Linked DNA regions of Zea mays: region 1 is linked to region 2. A link is a contact called in public Hi-C data. All regions are on one chromosome and are shown on one strand. Each heading gives the region's core, a stretch centred on a gene start, on an enhancer-like site or on the middle of the called end of the contact. The rest is flanking DNA. Distances are from core to core; before and after follow the strand shown.

The links. A called contact is a pair of places that touch in the nucleus more often than the background predicts.
Region 1: a contact with region 2 is called in a Hi-C map of ear, with 4 times the contacts expected there. The contact joins the promoter of LOC100284960 here to the promoter of LOC100285099 in region 2. A contact is called at or near these places in 7 of 25 Hi-C or Micro-C datasets (ear, endosperm, leaf and 2 more).

The regions. Positions count from the first base shown.
Region 1 is chr9:39,299,179-39,304,347 of Zm-B73-REFERENCE-NAM-5.0, forward strand. LOC100284960 (nodulation receptor kinase) reads left to right here and starts at 3,378. Exons shown (of 8, transcript NM_001157855.2): 1 at 3,378-3,853; 2 at 3,945-4,468; 3 at 4,699-4,852. The coding sequence starts at 4,116.
Region 2 is chr9:39,157,651-39,162,650 of Zm-B73-REFERENCE-NAM-5.0, forward strand. LOC100285099 (PHD-finger family protein) reads left to right here and starts at 3,557. Exons shown (of 3, transcript NM_001157994.2): 1 at 3,557-3,942; 2 at 4,193-5,000. The coding sequence starts at 3,619.

The DNA.
Region 1 (5,169 bases), core at 2,128-4,627, 140 kb after region 2:
GCCAACACTTTCCATAATTCTATTAAGACAAGCAAAAGAAATTATGTCTATCACAGCCCAACGATGATTTACTTCGTGCATAAAACTGAAGCAAATACAGACACACACTAATTACCAAAAGTAAAATTTAAAAATACTAAAAATACTCTAGAAACTCTAAAACTTATGTAAAATCGTTTCACGGTGGAGTTTATAAGAGTTGGTGGTAGTGCCAAACAAATGCTAAATCTGCAATTCTATAGCACCTCAATGCCATAACATAAGTTATTTACAAAAGAAGTATCAAGCGCTCCGCCTCCGACCCTGAACCCCTCCAACCACACACACCAAAACAAATAGAATCATCCGTAGAAATGAAAAAAATCTTAGGTTTGACTTGAGATATTTTATACTGCTTGATATTGTATATTTTGCATGTGAATTCATAAATATCTAAACCAAATTAGGAGAAAGGATGGTGTGTGCCTCTCAAAGCTTCGGCCTCAGATTTGGTCCTCGTGGCTGCTCCCTTCGAATTAATGCCTCTTGGGTCATCGACATGATATGCTACACATTATTCCAGAAGGGAATATAATTACATGGGTCTCAACTCCCACGAACAGGTGCAGAAGCAGAAGCAGAAGCATAGCTGAGACTAATGCATACATGTCGAACATGCGTCCGATGACGAAACTCCGACCACAGTACCCAAATGGGCTCTCGAATCAATGTCTTACATGTCGGTGGCCCCATTCTCGCTGGCCACCACAGTCTCGTCCTCCTCCTCCACTGGAGGGTTTATGAAGCATCACCTGGATGTCCTCATCTGTCGGCACGACGACGGCCCCAACGGCGGCAGGGGCTTTTTCCGTGTTGGGGGTGGCAGGGACATGCTGCGGGACGACCACGAGTGGGAATGGGTGCGGTTGAGTGGGGGGCAGGGGCGCTGTGGACGGGAGGTTGCAGTTGTTGCGTCGCGTGGGGAAGGAAGGTGACCATGGCGCGGAGGGCGTCACCTTCGTGTCGTAGGACGATGGGTGGTGGCAGATGCGTAGGATCTGCGCCACCAAGCTCTTCAGGGTGCCTGACGTTAGCTCTTACAACACCTTGCGGGAGGATGAGCTAGGCTGCCTCCTCCGTGCCGTCGCCGCGGCCGCGGCCGAGGGGATGCCGTCGAACCTGACTCGGCGGATGTTGTGGTGGTTAGGTGGTGATCGTCCTTGATGAGCAGGAGCACTAGCAGGAAGGCGAGCGGGAGCGAGAAGACGTTGTCATCCCTCGACACCGTTGCCCCCGCTCTCTGGTCCCGGCATCCTTCGCCTTCTGCTCCGCCGCCACCGACATATATGAGGTTGGGAGGAGGTACATATACTTGCTGGGGGCTCACGACGATTGCGGATCCGGCCAAGGATGACGGTGGTGGTTGGGGCTCGCGACGATTGCGGATCCGGCCAAGGATGACGGGGGTGCTGGGGGCTCGCGACGATTGCGGATCCGGCCAAGGATGACGGGGGGCGAACGACGACTAGGTAGCGCGGGTTGATTAAAAGGGAAGCGAGGGTTTTTTTGCAAAATACTGACGCACGACGACCATCAAAACTGGTGCTTTAAGTATAGTATAGAAAAGAATGTGTGTAGCCATGGGGCTACCCTATCATTGTTGTTTACCTGTTTCACTAGAAAAAACGTCTACATAAATGGCTAGTGGATTAAGCAGTTCTATTTTACAGGGGAAATGTATGGGTGGATGGGGAAAACTCACGGTCAAAAAGAAAAAGGACCCCAAAAAACAGAGAGAAAACATCCAACCTAGTAAACAGTACCTACAAAAATGCTTAGCGTAACTAACTGCCGAGATCAATACACATTCAAAACCAACCTTACACAAATCACGTCTGTTTCGAATCCAGAATCTATAGGAAGCAGTTCTATTTTACAGGGAAAATGCATGGGTGGAGGGGGGAAACTCGCGGTCAAAACAAGCAAAATTGTAAGTGAGCAAATGTTTTTTTTAACCATTTTATAACATAAAAGTTACGTCATGTTTAAATACACTAGAGCTAAAAGTTAGACATCAAAACAGTCTATCTAATAGTTCAACTATTATATAATTTTAGCAAATTAACTAATATTTAACTAGTTATTTATTAGGTGGCTATAGGAATATTTGATCACACCAGAGCTAATAGTTAGTTGGTTAAAAAATTGCTACTGAAATTAGATAGCTAATAAATAGCCAACTAACTATTAGCTAATTTGGAGTATGCAGTTAGTTTTAACAGCAAATTGTTAACTCTAGTATATTTAAACATGGTCTAATTCACTACCAATTTTTAGCCAACAAATTGTTAGCCCAACACTTGATTCTTGCTTTTTTTTTCTCTATCTCTTATAACGAAATTTTATAGACGGAGGCAGATCAAGCTACGGGACAGGGTCACAGGGGAGACGGTGGTGAGACAGAGGAAATGGTGACCCTACCAGAGTGGACGACTGCCGTGCTTTTCAGGCCGTCAGTCTATTAAAAATTTACTCAAAATCATTATTTTACCATGTTCTGTACTTTAGACTATATTGTTTGAAAAATAGAGTTTAAATATAGGTATATAAAAATGAACAAGCTATCAGAGATAGCCTCATGGAGTCCCAGCCACAGCCGCGCACCGCACAGCAACATGATCACGAGGGGGTGTATCACTGTATCAGTACATGCTAGGGATGTCAATGGGTACCCGAAACCCGATGGGTAAAAACCCTATTAGGGCACGGTAGGGTGGATTTTGATACTCATGAGTATTTTATTGGGTCATTTGTTATGTCCATCGGGTACGGTGGGCGTGGGTATGTTCTCTGTTGCCCCATACCCGCTACCCGATGGAGAACCCGCTAAGGGCTTGTTCGGTTATTCCTATCCCATGTGGATTGGATGGGATTGGAAAACATTATGAAAGATTTTGATTTATTTGGGATTGAAACCTATCCAATCCTATCCAATCCACATGGATGGAGAGCAAAACGAACAAGCCCTAATATATGACACGTGGGTCCGAATTTATATGTCTCATATAAAATAAATTTGCTCTCGCTATTTGCTAACCGTAAGAATCAATAATATGTTTTGTGTGATTTGAAGGCATGATGTTGCCATTTAATATTGAATATTGTTGAACCTGTGATACAATTATGTTGGGTTAAATACATTTGTTATGCTGATACTTATTATTGCGATTCAAATGATCATGTCTATCGTAATGTTAATGGGTATGGGTACCCGCTACACATGGTAGGTATGAGTATGGCGTAATTTTGTATCCATGATGAGTAGTGGGTATAGGTATGAGTCAATTTTTTCCTGATGGATATGGATATGGTTTCGTGTGTCCACTCGGTACCTTACCCACTGCCATCCATAGTACATGCACACGCACGACTCCTGTGCACATGGCAATTGACAGGGTCTCGACAGTCGACAACACGGTCACCAACTGCTCCCGTCTAACGATCAGGATCCAGACGCCAAGGAAGAAGGGTGAGGTAGAGGTTGACACAGAAATCAATTTTCTCCTTTCTCGGTCTCGCGAGCAAGCCTCGCCATGGATATCTGCACCAGTTGCTTCCAAGCCAGATATTAGAGCTGCCTACTACTTGCGTCGCGCGGAGAGCGGGTTGGGACCAGAAACAAGAGTAGAGCAAGACTCCTATCTTTTTTCCACGCGCCAGTCTTCTCTGAACCGGTGAACCCATTCCTCCTCCTCTTCCTACTCAACGCCACGATCGAAGAGGAGACTCAGTCAATCTCGCCTTGCTCTCCTCTTCGACCCATCGTCGGTTCCTGGGATCAGCATCGACGAGCAGGATTTTTCCGGCTGTGGAGGTACGGAGCGCACTGTGCTGCCAAACTTTAGATGCCTGCTTTTTCTTTTTCATGCGCAATTCCGCAGTTTTACCGCGTAGTTGCTGTGCAGGATTACTGCTGCTTGACAAATCCGAGCGCAAAGGTTGCTTCCTGACGCGTTCCCCCATGGCACGAGCAGGAGCACGAGCACGAGCAGGAGAAGGCGGCTAGAAGGTTCCTGCTCCCGGGCGTGACCTCTCACACGGCATGGTCGTTGCTTCGCCGGGGAGGCGCAGCGGGGATGGTCGATAGGAGCAGGGCCGTGCTCATCGGGGTCACCGCCGGCGTCGCGGCCGCGCTGGTCGCGGCGGCGGGCGTGCTTCTGGCCGTCTGGCTCTACCGCCGGCGGGCCAGCGTCGCCGCACGGACGCGCTCCCCGGAGTCGCCCTCGGCGACGCTGCGGGCCGGCGGCGCCGGTCGCGCCAGCCTCGACTCCAGCGTCTCCGTCTCGGTGGTCTCCGAGAGCGCCGCCGACTGGGGCCACCCGCCACCGCACAAACGCGCCGCGTTCTGGGCCTGGAGAGGCGGCGCCGGCCACAACGGCAGGGAGCCGCCACCGCTGTCCGTCTCCGGGATCCCAAAATACCATTACAAGTACGTTCTGCGCTTCTACTCCATTTATATATCTGGAACACGGAATTTTTTCCTCAATCTTGTCTCAGTTCAGTTGAACTGTTCTGTGCTGTGTGAGCTGTGAAATTACTGCCTTTAGTTGGGTCCATGGCTGTGATTCTGTGGAGTTGTCACTTATATATGATCAGATCATCAGGTGTAAATATCATTTTCTGAATTGTTCCATCATGTTACTGGTGGTTGCTGCTCAGGGATCTGCAGAAGGCTACCAGCAACTTTACCACAATTCTTGGGCAAGGATCGTTCGGCCCTGTGTACAAAGCTGTAATGGCCACTGGTGAAGTGGTAGCTGTAAAGGTGCTCGCGAGTGATTCAAGGCAAGGGGAAAGAGAGTTCCAGACTGAGGTATTGTAATCTTTTTCGGGTGCACCAGTTTTCGGTTTTTGTTCTAAGCAACTTATCTGTATTGGTCGAGATGGATTTGCTAGGACGCCTGCACTTCATTCAGCGAATCATATAGATTATTTGTACCTTATGGATAGTTTGGGAAATTAGCTCATTTTACCTTCCCAAACTAGCCTTAGGGTCCCATTTCCCGAGGGATTCCTATTTTAGGGCTAGTTTGGCACCCCCATTTTCCTATGGGATTTCTAATTTTGAAAGGGAAAAATGAACTAATTTCCCTTAGGAAAATGAAAAACCCTTGAAAAAATGAGTTCTCA
Region 2 (5,000 bases), core at 2,307-4,806:
TAGATGGGACGCTGGATGATTTCTTTGATGTCTTCCCTTGCCTTTAAATCATTTTTAACATAAAACCGCTCCTCCATCCAGGCTCCAGGCCATCTCTTCTGGAATGTTGGCACCGGGTGGCTTGCATTGGGGCGAGCAATAAATCCATAACAACCGAAGTTGTTGTGGTACTGTTCTTTGGCAGTAGCCTTTGTCTCATATAAAAGCTCGTGCATACTACAGAAGCACTTCGCACTTGGCTCTAGCCCCTGACTCCTTACAGCCCAGACAAAAATCCCCATCCTCATTATAGCTTCGGGGGTGATCTGATGAAGGAAGATCTGGTATATCTTCAGCACTTCAACCACAAAACTTGCTCAAAGGGAACCGAAGACCAGCCTTAAAAAAGCTTCGGTAGATAACAACTTCATTTTCCTCAGGGGCAGGGACAATGTTGTCTCCGCCAACTCCCACGACATGCCTTGGTCGCCAGGGCCGATCTCCAGAATCTTCATCCCCACTTTCCACATCATAACTATCACTGTCATCAGTATCTTCAGACAAACCTTCCAGTATCTCTTTAGTAATCTTCTCTGTGTTTGTTTTTGACATAGACTCAATAAACCCGTCGATAAAAGGATCTGCAGCTTTCTTTTGTTCAAACAACTTCGTCTCCTCAGTTAGCTTCATCTCTGCAGTCATCTTTTCCTCAGTCATCTTTTCCCCAGACATGGTGAAAACACGTCTTTAAACCAAAGCTCGAAAAGCTTGAAAATCAGGCGAGAGCTAGTGAGCAAGAGCTAAAAAGTTTGAGAAAATAACGCAAGTGGTAGAAATGGCGTATCAAATGTTGCCGGTGTGGGTTCATATTTATACGCCCAAGTGTTTTGCAACTTGGTGGACCCCATATGTCATTGACTATTGCTATTCTAGCAAAGGGAAGGTGTTTTTTTCGGACCTTCGGCTTAAGGCCTTCGTTCATGTCGCAGTCTGAATTTATTGTTATAACAAATTAATACTGCGAGGCGCTACTATTGGGGGCCTTCGTCTTCCGAAGGTCCTCAAAAACATGATTTAACAATGTTTCCCAAGTGTAATATATGTACAGGTACTTTCGGACTCGGAATGAAACTATACACAATATGAAAAGCATGGTCGAGACGAAGGATGATGTGGCTCCGAAGCTACGCGCAAGGGAGCTTCGGCTCAGCGGCAGGAAAAGGAACCGACTTAAAGGGGAAAAGGCTATCTAGTCCTCGTTGGATTGTCCTTACGTTAATAGTAAACATAAAGGGCATGAATGTAATTTTACACAGGCTGCACCATGTGCCTATAAATAGATGAACAGTACCCCCGTACTGTTCATGCTGACTTGTATTCCCTCGTGCGTCATTCTTGGACTTTTGCCTTCTGTTAAGCCGAAGGTACAAATGTAATTCAGTATTGTTTATGTTTATTCATGATGATATAATAAAGATATATAAATAATGTCATATGATTATTTATGTTACTTCTCATGTTTCATATGTTTCTTCTTTCATTAATATAAACTGCGATGATGAAGGTACGTCCTTCATGACCTTCGTCTGAAGATCATTCTATCCTAAGGGAGATAATGCTTCGAAGGACGAAGGGCATTAACCTTTAACATTTTGTGTAGCCTTGTTCTTAACTCATAGCATTTGAGAACAAGTCCCCAACAGCGTCCACTTTCACCGTCAACCTCTCCAACGTGGCCATCGTCTTCTCCCACCTTTCTTCTCCTTGGTTAGTCTCCATCGCCATCTCCTCTAAAACTATCCTAGTCTGCACAGATGGCTTAATAGACGGCACCATGGTGATCACCTCCTCTTCTTCCTAGAATCACCTCTACTTCACTGTGATCACTTGTCCCACCCGAGGGACAAGAGCTTTGATACCAGGTGTAAGGGTTGACGAAGCCTGGTCAGCGTCCACGCCGGAAGAAGCGTATCAGCGGTGTCTCGTGGTCGTCAGCGAGCACCCGAGGCGTGATATGTCGCCGTTCCTAGAGAAGAGACTCCTCCAAGGCGCTCACAGATAAGTTCAAATCTGGTGGTAGTTTTGGTTCAGTTTTATTTCATGCCTTCTCTGATAGTGATTACAAGTATTTATAGACCCATGAGCTGGCCTTAATCTCCTGGATCTATTACATGCTTGAAACCCTAATATGGGCCAGCCCACAGTAATCTTCTATCATGAGAGCAAGCGGGATATGGGGAGGATCAGAGTATGTGGTTGATCTAAAGATGTCGGGGTGTGAGATTTCGCCAACTTCGGAAATAGAGAGTCGATGTTGACTAGATTTAGAGAGACAAGTGTAGAAAGTGATTCATACCTGTGAAGGATCTCTGGAAGTTGGTTGCTAGATGCAAGGCGCAATGTTCTTGCGGAAGGAATCGAAGACTGTTCCTTTGTGCGCTGCGGAGAACCACGCTGATGCAGACATTTTTTAAGAAGAGAGCGAGCACCAGTGAAAAAATCCTGAGAAAACTCCGGAGAAACGCACAATCCACCTTTGCGGCAGCATTGTACGGTTCTGGTTTTTCAAACTACATGGCCATCTTGTCTGTCCGAGAATCCCAAGATTTGTATAGTATAGATCGAAGATTGTTCCTCTGTGCGCTGCGGAGAACCACACAGATACACATATTTTTGAAGAGAGCGAGCATCGGTGAAAAATTCCCGAGAAAACTCTAGAGAAACGCACAATCCATCGTTGCAGCAGTATCGCACGGTTCTGGTTTTTCCTGCGTGAACATCTTGTGTGTGCCGGAGAATCCCAAGATTGATATAGCCCCTGTTTGGTTCAGCTTCTGGGGGGCTTCTGGCCGCCAGAAGCTAGAAGCTGAACCAAACGCCTAGATTTTAACGGGCTTCTCGTGCAAGCGCTTTCTACCGAAGCCGTTATCTCTGCGCCCGTGAGAAGCGGCAAGCAAGTCGCTTTAGGCCGACGCTGGACGTTCGAACTCCCTCCACCACCCACCGCAACGCAAGAGCTCTGCACTTGGGTTTAATTATTCATATTCATAATTTCTTTGTTTTGTTTTGTAAACATCATTAGCGTGATAATTGACATATAGTAGATGATCATTGATAATTACGAGGTTGCATGCATCGTTATTTATAAAATTACGTAATAATTTAGTTTTTGTATGGCGTTTTTTGAATAATTATGGAAGTAAAAATGTTTCATATTAGAATTGTATCAACTGAAGGTGTATCAATTGAAGGACGTGTTGTACTGTAATGTATTAAATTGAGTTAAAGTATTTTCATATATCGTAAAGTGTTAACTACATTATAAGTTAGTGCTCTGATATCTAATAATCTGATCGGTCAAACACCTAAAAAAGCCGAACCAAACGTATTTATCTGTTTCCTTTTTTTATTCAGAATCTACAATCTCATAATCTGCGTATCCAAACATCCAGATTCTAACCACCAGCTTCTCCCCACAGCCAACTTTTCTTCACAGCCAACTTTTTAGAAAAGCTTATAAAAAAAGCCGAACAAACAAGTCCATAATATATATTTCTTTGGTTGAGCCCAAATAGTTATGACCGACTAGCCCATGGTCTCTCTCCGCTCCGACGCGCCCGACCCACCACCACATCCCTCATGGCTGCCCTCGCCGACATCGACTCCTCGGCACTTCCGCCGTCCGAGTCATCCAAAGGCAAGGGCAAGATGGACGAGGAGGAGGAGGACGAGGCGGAGGGCGCGGAGAAGATGTGCGGCATCTGCTATCTCGACGGCCGGCGGGCCATCCGCGGCGAGCTCGACTGCTGCGCCCATTTCTTTTGCTTTGTCTGCATCATGGCTTGGGGCCGCGTCGAGTCCCGCTGTCCCTTCTGCAGGGCCCGCTTCCACACCATCCGCCGCCCGCCCGTCGCCGGCCGGTTCCCCGACGAGCGAATCGTCTCGATCCAAGAGCGCAACCAGGTAATTGCTTCGTACACGAACTAATCTAATGTAATCCCTGGACCTACCAGATCACCTTAGCTTCGCGCCCGCGCCTGTGTAGTAGAAATCCTCATGTCCATGACTGAGAATTCCAGCAAATTTGCCATTGATTACTCCGTAGTGCGTTCTATTCTGCTCCCCTGCCAATATATGATGTGACATGTGAGGACTGAGGACGCCATGAATTCTCCGCGGGACAGCACACTGACGTGCTGTGTTGGCTGTGCAGGTACACCATCCTCAGGGCAACGGGAGCAGCATAGTGGGCGGAGATCCTTACGTGAACACCATATGCACCGTTTGCAGCAGCTCCAGCGATGACGAGCTGCTGCTACTCTGCGAGCTCTGCGACTCAGCTGCACACACTTACTGTGTCGGGCTGGGGACCACCGTGCCAGAGGGGGACTGGTTCTGCAAAGACTGCGGGACGATCAGAGATGATCAATTGAGATGGCAGGCTGAGAATCAGGGTGAATTTGAGATCAGCATGGATGTTCCTGGAGCTGAGCCAGTTCCAGCCCCCTCGATTTCTGGTGTTGTGGATGAGGACCATGATCTGGAAAGGCCATATGCGCGGAGTGGTGGCGGTTCGACGGATGACCCGGTTCCTTCCATTTATGAAATTGTGGGTGATGATTTTGCTACCAGTGCAGGGATCTTTAGGAGGAGGATTGCTGAGGATATTGGATCCCAGGGTACTTCAGCTGGATCTCAGTGTCCCAGATCGACCCAGGGACGAGACAATGGTCTTGCAGCCTATCATGCTCACATTCGTCTTGAGGTTGAGAGAGCTAGAACATTACGCAATTCCCGCAATCTTGATAAGCGCATAAGAGAGCTGCGAGAGAACTGGGCTGCTCTGCGTGCTGGTTCTGTGGGGTTTGCTCCGCATATGCCTGTCAGAAGAAGGAAGGATATGGCTGGTTCTGCTTCTGTTGCTACTGAGCATCAACGTTATGCAGAGCCTGTAACTCTCAGTTCCCGAAATGGCGCCGCTGCAGCTTCTGTTCCGCTGCCAATGCCCTTCTCTGAGGAAA